Regions from separate parts of the Ovis aries genome. Here region 1 is linked to region 2. The links are chromatin contacts, called in public Hi-C maps. All regions are on one chromosome and are shown on one strand. The core of a region is the stretch at or near the end of the contact, and the rest is flanking DNA. Distances in the headings are between cores, read along the strand shown. Region 1 has its middle 67 kb from the start of TRNAS-GGA. Region 2 has its middle 120 kb from the start of MKI67.

The links. A called contact is a pair of places that touch in the nucleus more often than the background predicts.
Region 1: a contact with region 2 is called in a Hi-C map of hypothalamus, with 5 times the contacts expected there. The contact joins two enhancer-like sites. A contact is called at or near these places in 5 of 16 Hi-C or Micro-C datasets (hypothalamus, muscle, omental adipose tissue and 1 more).

The regions. Positions count from the first base shown.
Region 1 is chr22:47,385,278-47,390,997 of ARS-UI_Ramb_v3.0, forward strand. No RefSeq gene overlaps it. Among named protein-coding and RNA genes, the nearest start is that of TRNAS-GGA, 67 kb to the left of the region's middle. Within about 2 kb of position 2,429, at least 3 of the 54 cell types and tissues checked have an H3K27ac peak or open chromatin away from gene starts, as enhancers often do. A contact at or near this core is called in hypothalamus, where this site is marked.
Region 2 is chr22:47,142,218-47,148,298 of ARS-UI_Ramb_v3.0, forward strand. No RefSeq gene overlaps it. Among named protein-coding and RNA genes, the nearest start is that of MKI67, 120 kb to the left of the region's middle. Within about 2 kb of position 3,599, at least 1 of the 54 cell types and tissues checked has an H3K27ac peak or open chromatin away from gene starts, as enhancers often do. A contact at or near this core is called in hypothalamus, where this site is marked.

The DNA.
Region 1 (5,720 bases), core at 1,179-3,678, 240 kb after region 2:
GAGCAAACTCCAGGAGATAGTGAAGGACAGAGAAGCCTGGCATACTCAGTTCATGGGGCTGCAAACTCAGACACAGCTTAGTGCCTGAACAGCTGCAACAGTTCTCGGCACTAGGAACCCAGCAGTGGAAAGACAGACATAGCTCCTGCCCTCACGGTGCCTCCCCTCTAGTGCAGTGGGATAGACCAGAGTGAACAGGACGGACAGGTGAAGCACACGGCTTGCTAGAAGGGAGTAATTGTGAATGGGAGCGTGAATAAAAAGAGAGGGTGTCTGGGTGGGTCCCTTGCTGGTTTCCGGACATGGAACTGGGAATCACCGGGCTGACATTTAGCTCTGGCAAAGAGCATCAGCCCTTGGGCACCCTGCCTGCCCTCCGCTGGTCCTAACCTGCCTGCCTCCTACATCTTTTCACCTGTGCGCACTGCACCTCGCTTGACTCTCTCTCTGAGCTCGTCCTATCCCCCAACCCTCCCAGCCCCCCACCGCCCTGGCTCTGCCCTGGTTCTTCCTCTTTTGTTCTCTGGTCTCCGGGTATACACTGAGGTTTCTTTCCTGATTGTCCTTTGCTCACTGGTCTTGCATTTTAGTCTTTCTCTCTCTCTCTCTCTCTTTTTTTTTTTTTTTTTTGTCCAACAAGCAGAAGGAATTCAGGCATGTCCTGAATAAGCCCAGCAGGGAAGTGCTCCTGTACTTCTGTTATGATACAAAGTCTACTTTTACTGAAGCAAGGGAGTAGAAATTGGAATCAAACATTGGGGGAAAAAATCAGAAATAATTTGCTTTAGAAACACAGTTATACACTTTTATATGAATCAGAAATTTGAACAGTTTTTGTTAAAATACATTCCACAGAATTTGTACAGAGATCCTCACTTTTGGTCACGGTAGTCATGCCTTCATGTAGAGATTTTCCTAGACCGAGTGAGAAAAGGATAGAAACACTTGCCGTTTTGCAGAGAAAGACGCATTTTCCTCTGGAAACAATCAGGATTGTGCAATTTTTGATTGAATGTGTGTTGCTAGATTTTTGCAGACACTTTTAGCGCCAGAATGAGAAGCGTGTTATGGTGCGGAATCCATTCCTCCTCACCTGTCTTTCCGGACCGCTGTCTGGGGGTGCATCGCAGTTTGCTCCGCATTTCTCCAGCCTTGTTCCTGCCTCCCCACAATCCTTCAGTGCCGCGTCGCCCCCCCTTTCATGCCCCATGAATCCCGGGCACTCTGCCATCCCATTACAGCCTCCTTCCGCATGCCCCCCTCCCCCTGACCTCTCAGGCAGTTCCTGGCACCCCTCCAGGACCCCCTACCTTTGGCTGTTAGAGTTTCGGAGCACAGCAGCTGTGACCGGCTTCTCTGCTGGGCCCTGACTCTGGGCTGGATGGAAACCTCTGCCGTTCCAGCTTGCACGGCCCTGGGGACGCCCCCGTGAGTGCAGCAGGCTGTGTAGGCTCTCGGGTCAGAGCCAGGGCTCCAGTGCCCAGCTGCCCTCCACCTGGTGAGATGTTCTCCTTAAAGGAGACACAGGAAGCCTCCTTCCATGCCTTCTCACCAAAGTCACCACCTCCCCCAAAGTCCGAGCAAGGGACGCTGAAGGTTAAGTGTATCTCCAGTTGCTTGTCTCCCTCTGGTTACCTTTTCCAAAGTGTAACCTTCCAGGGACCTCGAACTCATGGCTCTGGGATGTGCACTGGCCTCGTCCAGGCTGAGGGTCCTCGTGCCCAGAGGAAGGTGAAGGAGCAACGACCCTTGCTCACTTGCTGTGGCTCCATTTTCAAACGCAGGCATGCTCAGTCGCTAAGTCCTGTTCCTCTTTACGACCCTGTGGACCGTAGCCCGCCAGGCTCCTCTGTCCATGGGATTCTTCAGGTAAGAATACTGGAGTGGGTTGCCGTTTCCTCCTCCAGGGGATCTTCTCCACCGAGGGATTGAACCCACATCTCCTGTGTCTCCCGCCATGACAGGTGGATTCCTGACCACTGGGTCACCTGGGAAGCCCCTCCATATTTTAAATAGAAGAGGCTAAATCAGAAGACTGCCTGCCCTTTGTAACAATCAGGTGATCACGGGGATGCTGTGAGGAAAATTAGCTGAATGCAAAGCATCTTTACACAGAAGCTGGGGGATGGCTCCTCACCCCACCCTGGTGGGTCCTGGAGGCATCGGTGGACTAGGGGCCCGCTGCCTCTGAAGCCCCAGACTCAACCCTCTGGGTCCTCTTGCTCCTGCAATCTAAGGACTGTTATGGGGCTTCGGACTTATTCTGGTTTCCACTCTGTAATAATCCTCCTTCCATTTTTTAAAAACTAAAGCAAAGCTGGAGAGAGGGCCGAGCAACACGATCTTCCCTCAGTAGGAAGCAGGGACACAAGCGCTCTTTGTTTCCATCCGTGAAGCCCTCGGACTGATGTCAACGCCAGAAGGCCGTGCCGACAGCCGTGCAGTCACTCTTCTGCCTCATTTGCATCCCAGCCCGTCTGCGTTCTGACCTGTGTAGAGGAATGCATCTCATGTAGAAAATGCGCGAGCAGAAAAACACAAATGCGAGATGCCGTCGGAGAGCAGATGCGCTCCGCAGTGCCCGCTCCAGCCCACGCTCCGGATCCCCAGCTGCGTCTGAGCAACTCCGAGCCTCTGTCCACGGTCTCTGCAGCCCGGGTCACCACCTGTGTTGTGTTTCTTTCCCCTCCCCACTTAGCAAGTCAACATACACTCTGAAAAAAAAATACTGACTTCCAGCTCCTTCAGGAAACGGGGTCTGAAAAGCTTCAACTTGGGTATCAAGTCCTGCTGTAGATGTTGGAGGGTTGTCTGATGCCTTCTTGGTGATTTTCGAGTCCAGTATCTGGCTAAGACTATTGCCAGATCATTCTTCTTCAAGCTGGAATCACCTTCCATGATAGAATCGATCAAAAGACTTTGCAAATAAAGACACTGCCAGTCCCTTCCAGTTAACTGCTAGGTGGAGAAGTATCAGTGATTCTGACTTTTGGGCTACTCACTCCTGAACTTCAGTTTATATCTTTAAGAACTAATGCTTGCCTAGATATATTTTGCAGAAAATTGGGGAGATTTGTTTTCTTATTTTTCTTATTTATATTGTAAACATCTTGTTACTTTAAATATTATTTTAGCTATGTTTGATATAATTTTCTTATTTTGTGGCATCCTACTTTTTTTGCACTGGTTCCCCCCTGGTGGCTCAGATGGTAAAGCATCTGCCTACAATGTGGGAGAACCAGGTTCAACCCCTGGGTCAGGAAGATATCCTGGAAAAGGAAATGGCAACCCACTCCAGTAGTCTTGCCTAGAAAATCCCATGGATGGAGAACCCTGGTAGGCTACAGCCCATGGGGTCGCAAAGAGTCGGACACTACTGAGCTACTTCACTTTCACTTCACTTTTCCCCCTTGAGAATATAGCATACAATTTTGTGTTCAACACAGGGAAAACAAGCCACCTTTTATAGAAGTCCAAGTTACATAAAATGTCAGAAATGAATGAGCCTCTTAGCATTCTGGTATTTGACCCCGGATGTACTCATAGTGGGAGATAAAAGTTAAAATCAGTTTCTGGAAAGACTTTTCTAAGGGCGTCCTAGGGGTGCTGCTTTCTACGCACAGAGTTGCTACCCACCAGGAAATGATAAAATGGCCCAAGCTGTTGGGTGAGGCCAGACTGGGCCTTGGAGGATGGCTCCTGTCCCCAGAAGTGGCAGCAACGCTTCCCAAAGAGGGGACGTGATGAACGCCCAGCTTGGCCACAGTGGGAGACAGAGCAAAAAAAAAAAATCACTCCATGTAACTTATTCAAGTGTGACCTAGCAGATACTTGGAGCACCTGAGCTGGTAAAGATACTCAATCGAATTAAAAGCTGAACACTGAGATGACCGGGTTGGGGATGTTCACCATCCAGCCAGGTCTCCTTGGAGCCGCTTTTTCCAGGAATCGTCCTGCTTTGCTTTGTCCCCCATGGGAAGGGTTGGGTCTTGAACTCTTTGTGAAGTCTTGGAACACATCACAAGGATTAATCACCATTAGCTCTTTATTTTAACAGCTGCCTGCTACCTCCGAAGCCCACGGCAGCTGCGGCTCCCTCCCTCTGCTGCTATCCTGGGTCCGTTGCAGCTGGAAACTTGCACACATAAAATGCAGATTTAAGCTGATTTTGAAACGTCTTATACTTGTTAATTGCCCCAATCTATATCACAAGCATAAAATCGCCGCTTTCACTTGGCAGCCGGCTCCTCCTCGCCAGAGGCAGGAGCCCGTTTCTGTTTTCCTCTGGGTGAAGAGTGGACCTCTGTAGACAGCCCTGTCTGGCCGCTTTCAGATCCCTGACACACTTGTGGACCGAATCTGTCCAGAAGTGACAGTGGTCTCTCCGCTCCGTGCTCACCTCTCTCCCCGGATGGACGTGGATGCAGCTGAGAATACGTCTTGAAGCCAGGTGAGCCTCCGGCAGCAGAGATGCTCTCAGTCCTGTTTCCAGAGGAAATCGGGGGCTGTTTGCTGGACTTGCTGAGGCCAGAGGGAGACCTTTCTTTCCTGGTGCCATCACTGCCCTTTGCCAACAGGACACTCGCCTGACCGGTTCCACTCTAGCCTTTGCGTTTTGCCTTGTTTTCACACTTTTGTGAATGGTCTGCATTGACACATTAATTTCTTCAGCCTCTGATGGTGCAGGCTATGAAATCTAGTGAGAAATGAGTATTTAAAGAATTTGTGTGCCTGAATGTGTGCCAGCCTGCTGTGCACGTGGACATAGACATGTTTTCTCCTGGTTCTGAGATATGTGGATAAGATGGGGTCACTGCAATTTAATTATATATCTTTTTTTTTTTTTGTCTTCTAGAAATTTGTATTCTAACATGAATAAACACAGGAGGAGGAATTCAAAATCTACCAAGTTGAAAAGTAAGTTAATTGTGACACGTGAGGCTATCTGGGATACTCTGCAGAAGTTCCAACAGGGATAGACTCACTGACATTTTAAATCACAAAGAAAAGCCTTATTTATACTTTGAAATGGTTCTGAGTGATTTGGTTTCTAGGTTAAAAGGGTCTTTTCTTTCCCCCATGTCTTTAATTGTGTGACTTTTGTAGCCCCATCTGCTGTTCATCAGTGGAATTGTTAAGGATTATGAAAAGCCTGACATTTTTTTCTTTCTTTATTCCAATAGCATTTTGAAGTTTTTCCACAGAAATTCAAACCCGAGAAGTCATTGACTATGTTTTTTGATGACTAGTTAAAACATGCAAATATGATGGCAAATAGAACAGGAGAACTGCTTTTAAAAAGAAGGAACTTCGAAGCCACCCAAGCCTGTAAAATATTTGGTATCACTCAACAAAAATTAGAGCGCTTTTCGATTTCAGGCTCTTTTGCGGCCCCATGGACTGTAGGCCACCGGGCTCCTCTGCCCATGGAATTCTCCAGGCAAGAACAGTACAGTGGGCTGCCATTCCCTTTTTCAAGGGACCTTCCCCACCCAAGGATAGAACCTGGGTCCCCTGCACTGCAGGCAGATTCTCCACCACCTGAGCCAGCAGGGAAGCCCCCGCAGATGCAGGGGCAGGCAGTTCTTGTTCCCAGAGGCTATGATGTCAGATTAAGTTCCTGAGTCTAACAAGGTGTCCTGATTCTCTGTTCATCTCAGGGGTCATTTAGACAGAAAACAATGCCTCTTCTTCCATGCAAAGGTAGGCTTTGGCAGGCT
Region 2 (6,081 bases), core at 2,349-4,848:
CTTCAGGAGGAACGGAGTGCAGGGAGGCTGGCAGGGAAGAGAAATCCGCTCCAAGGCCTGCCACGTGGGGGCAGCAGCCTTGAATATTTCACGCTGCCAGCCACTCTGCTGCTGAGATGCTGGCAGCAATAACTTGCCTATTAACAAAGGACATCTCGAATTTTAAACCATTTAGGGGAGAAATCCTGTTTTAACATCAGAGTCCGGGGTTTCCATTTGTATTCAGATTCAGATTCATCTCCTGAAGATAATTCGTGGAGTTAAGACTCCGGTGAAAGTAATTGATGAAGAATAGAAATCACAGCCAGAGTGGAATAAGCCCTGGAAAAATCACAGTATGAGGTCGGTTTTCTGAGTGGATGAAACTGGGCTTCGAGTTGATGCTGGGAGTATTTGAGCTAAATTAAGTCATGAAAGAAGATAATACAATGTACCATCATTTTAAAGTAATTTAATCACGAAAACTAAAAATTTGGAAGAAAACAGATATTTTACTTAATAGAAACCATCTGTACCGTACAGTAGGCAAATTGTATAAAAATGAATAAAACTGTCTCTGAGGAGTGTGGCTCAGGCACGGGCTTATCTAATGAAGATGTATATGTGCCTGTTAGCATTTGCATTGTCTATTAGATGAGGAAAATCGCACCAGCGTCTAAGGGAAACAGTTACAAATTTTATTACCATCGTATGACTGATGACAAACGCAGCATTAGAAATAATGCCTACGAGACGGGCTCGTTCCCAACTGCAAGTGCCTCTCCACTTCGGACTGGTCTTGACGCCTCAGTCTTTATGCAGCCTTGGGTCGCTCGGATGTTTTCTGCCTAGTTACTATTGCGTTAGCGGCTGGTGCCCACAAGGACCATCTTTTAACTTGTTTAGGCGCCAAGTGTGCTGTTCGATTTGGTTTGGTTCCACCAGGGAAGGAGCTCATTTAAACACGTCCGGAGTGGCCTTTGCTCCGGACTTTTGGCTGCAAGGATGCAGGCGGGTGATCTGAAAAGCATCTCTTTACTCCCCTTGACCTACATCAAAATGCATTTATTTGACAGGAAACTTTTGTTCTCCTGGAACAGGGGCTGCCTCACGTTGCTCTGTAGCTGAAGGTCGAGTGGCTGCATTTTTCAAAACAGGCACTTGCTCCTAATCTGCAAATTAACTAAATAATCACAACTGCTAATTATACAGTATCAGGCCTGGAATACATAGGGCTTGAGTAATAATCAGCTTTTTAAATTAAGTTGGTGACAACCACTATTAGCTGCTGTGATTTAATAATCCCAGTAAATGTGCACATTTTAAAAAGGGACTCTTTGTAATTTTTTTCCCCAGCATTTGCAACTGAATCTGTTAATGAAAAGAGAACACAACAGTTTTATGTTACAAATGATACCATAATAGGTAAATAAAAGGGCTCCTCCAGATGCTGTTAGTGACGGAGGTGCGGCGATTATGAATGGGAGAGGCAGAGCGAGAGAAATCTGAAATCAAGTTTCTACATCTGTTTGTGATGATGAATTAAGGCCAGACAGAGAATCTGATTCCCATTGTATAGTCAGCATTTTGGGGCTGTAAGGAACAGACCCCATTAACAAATGTGTGAAATAAATATACCTCCCTGAAGATTTAGAATTTGGCAAATTCAGAACAAATGAGATGCAATTTCCTGTTACTATCTCATCGGCTTGCCTGGATTTACCTAATATTACTATAATACACCGACTCACATGGGGGACCTGTGTCCCTGGGACTAGGGTGGATGCCTCAGAAGCAGGTGGGCACTCCTCTTGGGGGAATCAGCCCCTTTCTCACCCTGGGAGGAGGAGCAGGCCTGGGGGCTCCATCGGGGTCGTGGGGACCCTCACCCTACCGGACACGTGCCAGCCTCCGAGCACCTTTTTTTTTTTTTTCCTGGTGGTCAATTGAAATTTTATGGCTAAGTTATTTAAAGGAGACTATAGAAGAACCAGATGAGGGCAGGATGATGGCAACACTGTTGCCTGTCTTTTACAATAATTACTCTTGATAGCCATTTGAACTAATTTGCATTAAAAACACCCACTTAACCAATCTGCTGAAAAGGCCGACTTCTTGTATACTGTTTCCTAAGACCTGGCTGCAGACTTTTTTCCTTCCCCCTTCCAAATACAAATTGAGTTTAAATGTGGAAGCCATCCAGGGCAGCGAGTAAATTTCTCGGCCTAGGACCTGGATTAGGCTTGTTTTAAACTACCTGCGTGAAATTAAGATATCGTGTTTCATGGCCAATTGGGCTCATTTCTCAGAACTGTCCTTCTCTTACGTGGAGCAGCTTGAAAAGTCAGGAGCTTAGGGCAAAGGTCGGAGCCAGGATTCCCAGGCTCTGTTCTCCTGGCGTGACCCTAGACAAAACCCCCTGAGCTTCATGTCCTGGGTTGTTTTCATCAGAACAAGAAAAGAAGACAAATGCATTTATCTCTCCAGTCTCCAAGGCCGCCACGATATACATGCATAAGTAGTATCAGAGGATATTACTACTAATCGTCAGCGTCAGTGCGCCTGCTCTCTCCCAGTGCCTGCAACAGACACTGATGGTCTTACGTCAGGCGCAACTCAGGGGGCTCCCCTGGCATTGGAGGGGGCGTCCTGTGTGCCAGTCACATGACCAAGAAAGCCAAATGGAGACGGTTTCCCTCACATCACTCTCTCTGTACCTGGCTTCCTCCTAGGACACCTGCCGCTGTCCTTACACTTTGTTTCAAAAAACAGAAACGAGGTTCCAGGCTGGATATCAGTACCAACCACTGGGACCCTCCCCCACGACCCCTTTCTGCCATCTTAAAATTGTATTTTGTCTTGTTCTCGTCCATGAAACTCTTTCAATCTACACTTGGGATGAGAGATGCAATTCGAAGCCGGCATTTTTCTGAGCCTTTTGGCTATGTTGCAGGCATGGCGAGCAGAGGCCTGAGAACCGTGTCGGGAGGTCACGGAGCCAGGATTCAGGGAGCTGCCAAAGGTCTCGGTTTACAGATGGAGAGATTGAGGCCCTGAGGGGTAGCCAGGTACAATTTCTGGCATTTTCCCTGAAGGGCTCATGCTTTCTGTACTCATGGTTCAAACCCTCTGAATATGGAACCGAGTTTCTGGAATCTGACATCATGGCTGAAACCAGCTGAAAGCCACGTGCAGACTCATTTGTCTCAGTCCTGGCTTTGTTCTCACCCCTCCTTCCTTCTCTCCTTCCCTTCCTTATTTGCTTCTTGCTTTCTCTTCCTCTCACCTCTTTCCTTTCTTTTCTGCTAGTGTTCTGACCAGCTCAGGTCCACGCTGCATACACCTTCCCAGCCATGAGCCGCACACAAAGCCAAGGCCGGGCTGGCTGGGACGGCAGGCTGGGTGACGAGAGACCGAGGTGGTGCACGTGGGGTGCAGGTGCGGGGCGGGGGGCGTCCCTGTGCCCTCGCTTCAGGCCAGAGCACCTCGGGCCGTGACCCATCATGCAGAGGCCAAGCAGGCTGGCTGCGCCAGGGGAAGGAGGCAGGCTCCTGAGGTGCAGCCCGCGATGAGCTCCGGCCCCTCGCAGTTGCACCCTGCAGGCACTAGATGGCACTCTTAAGCTGCACAAGGTGTGGGGTGCACCGCGCGTACCCGGCCCTCCAACCTTCCCCAGCCCCTCCTCCTGGAGGGCCTCCTGGCCAGGCGGGAAGAGGGGAGGAGAGTTGGAGGCCTCCTGGACGTTTCCTGGCGCCCCCGGTGCGGTGCCCCTCCGTCTCTGCTGTCTCCTTAGGCGGCCAAGGGCTCTCAGAGACCCACAGAGCTGAGGCTGTCAAGCGCAGGGATCGCCAATGTGGTCCTCACTGTGGGTTCTCAGGCTTTGTTTCCCCAGCAAGGGGCAGAAGTAATCTAGAGAGCCATCTCTGACCCCCAAACACCACAGACCATCCAGGCCTGAGGGCTGGGTCCTGCAATTCAATGGGAGGGTCTCGGTTTGCCCCTGCACTGGTGCGGTTCAGAGCTGCGCTGGCGAACGAGCCCTGGGAGGGAGGCCTCTGCGTGTCCAGGAAACCCCAAGCGGTTGGGGAGACCCTCTTCCTCTAGAAGGCGTACCCAGGGCCCTGTGCCCGGGGGAGGGTGTCTTGCTGTCTGCAGCTGCTCCCTGGGCCACAACTGGCCACCCATCTGCCTGGGAATCCCTGAAGCTGAGCCCAGCCAGGGCAGGTGGGGCACCTGAGCTGGGTGTGGTGGGCAGACAGAGGGGTCAGCGCTTGTGACAAATGCGTGTCTCGGGCACCAAAGGGATGAGATTTCAGACGCGTGGGAGGAGGCAGGAGACCTGGGCGAGGGCCACGGGATGCAGTGTTAGGGTTCAGGGCTAGGGTTAAGGGAAAAAGTCAGGATGTTACAGTGGCCTTCATACCAGTGGGCTGCTGGCGAAGCCGTGAAAACTCTCTAGGTCTCAGTCCAGTTGTCTGCAGGAGCCTGGGTATCAAGTCGCGCTTCCAACCATGGGTCTTGCAGTATGCATGAATGAGAACTTGCGAAGAAACGCCAGAATTCATAGCTCGTGATGAGGATAAGTGCTATTTTTCTGAGTTTTATTTACCATTTTAATTTTAAACATTTTATTTTTTAGTTTTATTTTATTTTTGAACTTTTATACTGGAGGATAATTGATTAACGAAGTTGTGTTAGTTTGAGGTGTAGAGCAAGATGATTCGGTTATACATATCCATGTATCGGTTCTTTTTCCAATTCTCCTTCCATTTAGGTTGTTGCGTGACATAGAAACTTTTATTTCGGCGTATCTGTGTACACACGTGCTCATGTGAAAGTGTGCACGCGTATAGGTGTGTGTACGTCAGTCCATGAAGTTAAAGTTCCAAGAAGGACCAGCCTCTGCTCTGGAGGTACAGGGTACCTACAATGAACTTGAGTGTCCCAGTCAGGGCTCCTGGGTTCCCAGGTGGTTCTGCCACGTGTGAACCGCGTGACTGCTGTGTGCCCACTTCCCTCCCTGGGCCTCGCTGGGCTGAACTCTGCTGAGCCCTGATTGCCTGGTGTTCTTGAAAACAAGTCCACCAACACACACAGCTTCCTAGGCTGGAGTAACTTTAACTAGGTTGGAGACTCGCTGGTGGTCCCGGTGGGGTACCCAGAAGGAGGGGTCTGCTGGAGGGAGGGGCCTGAAAGCACGGGGGGGTGACAGTGACGACTCCTGGTGTGAAGAGCCGGCGAGCTGGCCAGAGAGGAGTGGCTGGGGCGCCGGGCGGGTCAGGCCCTCTCATTTATGCCTTGAGTGTTAGTGGCAACGTGATCGGAAAGGTGTGCCTGACCCTTTCTGTCATCACACTGATTGTCTTTTGCAAAGGTCTGTGTTACTGATTTGGAGAGAGGTGTAGATGCTGTCTTGGTTTTCATCCCCTGGGGTCTTAGGACCAGGCTGGGAAGAAGGTGTGGACACCGCTCAGACAGAGCTGTGGGTGGAGGTGGCACCTACCTCCAGGTCTGACCAGGCTGATGAACCTCTGTGTGCTTATCCAGATGCTGAACCCACAGCCCTGAACTCGGGCCACATCTGTGTGACCAGCTCATGCTCCCGACTGGGTCCCTGGGGCAGAGAAACCCAAACTGAGGATGTGGAGGTCTGTGGTCCAGCTCTGGCCTTTCTTCCTGGAACACCTTGGGCAGAGCTGTGCCTGCGTCTCAGTTTCCCCATCTGAGAAGCCAAGAGGCCATGTGGGCTCATCTACAGGCCCCTGGAGTCTGGATGGAGCAGAGGTTACTCACCCACTTTCCCATTCTGAGGGTCTCAGTGACCTTCCCCTTGATTCAAGTTCCCCGGTTCCCAGCTTCACCTTGAATCGGACTGTAACTCCTAGCCACTTGCTTCATAAAGGCTTTGGTTTGACGATTAGCATCCTGGCTTGGACTCCCGCATCCCCGTTTCTGATCTGGCGCGAACTTTCTAACCTTCATGTATGGCACGCAGTTACCTCCCAGGAGAATTCCTAATAGTTTTGTAGTCACTGGACCAACAAGGAATTGATAAACTGTGTAATTTCCCCTCCTGGTTCTATTACTTTGCCCTATGTTATT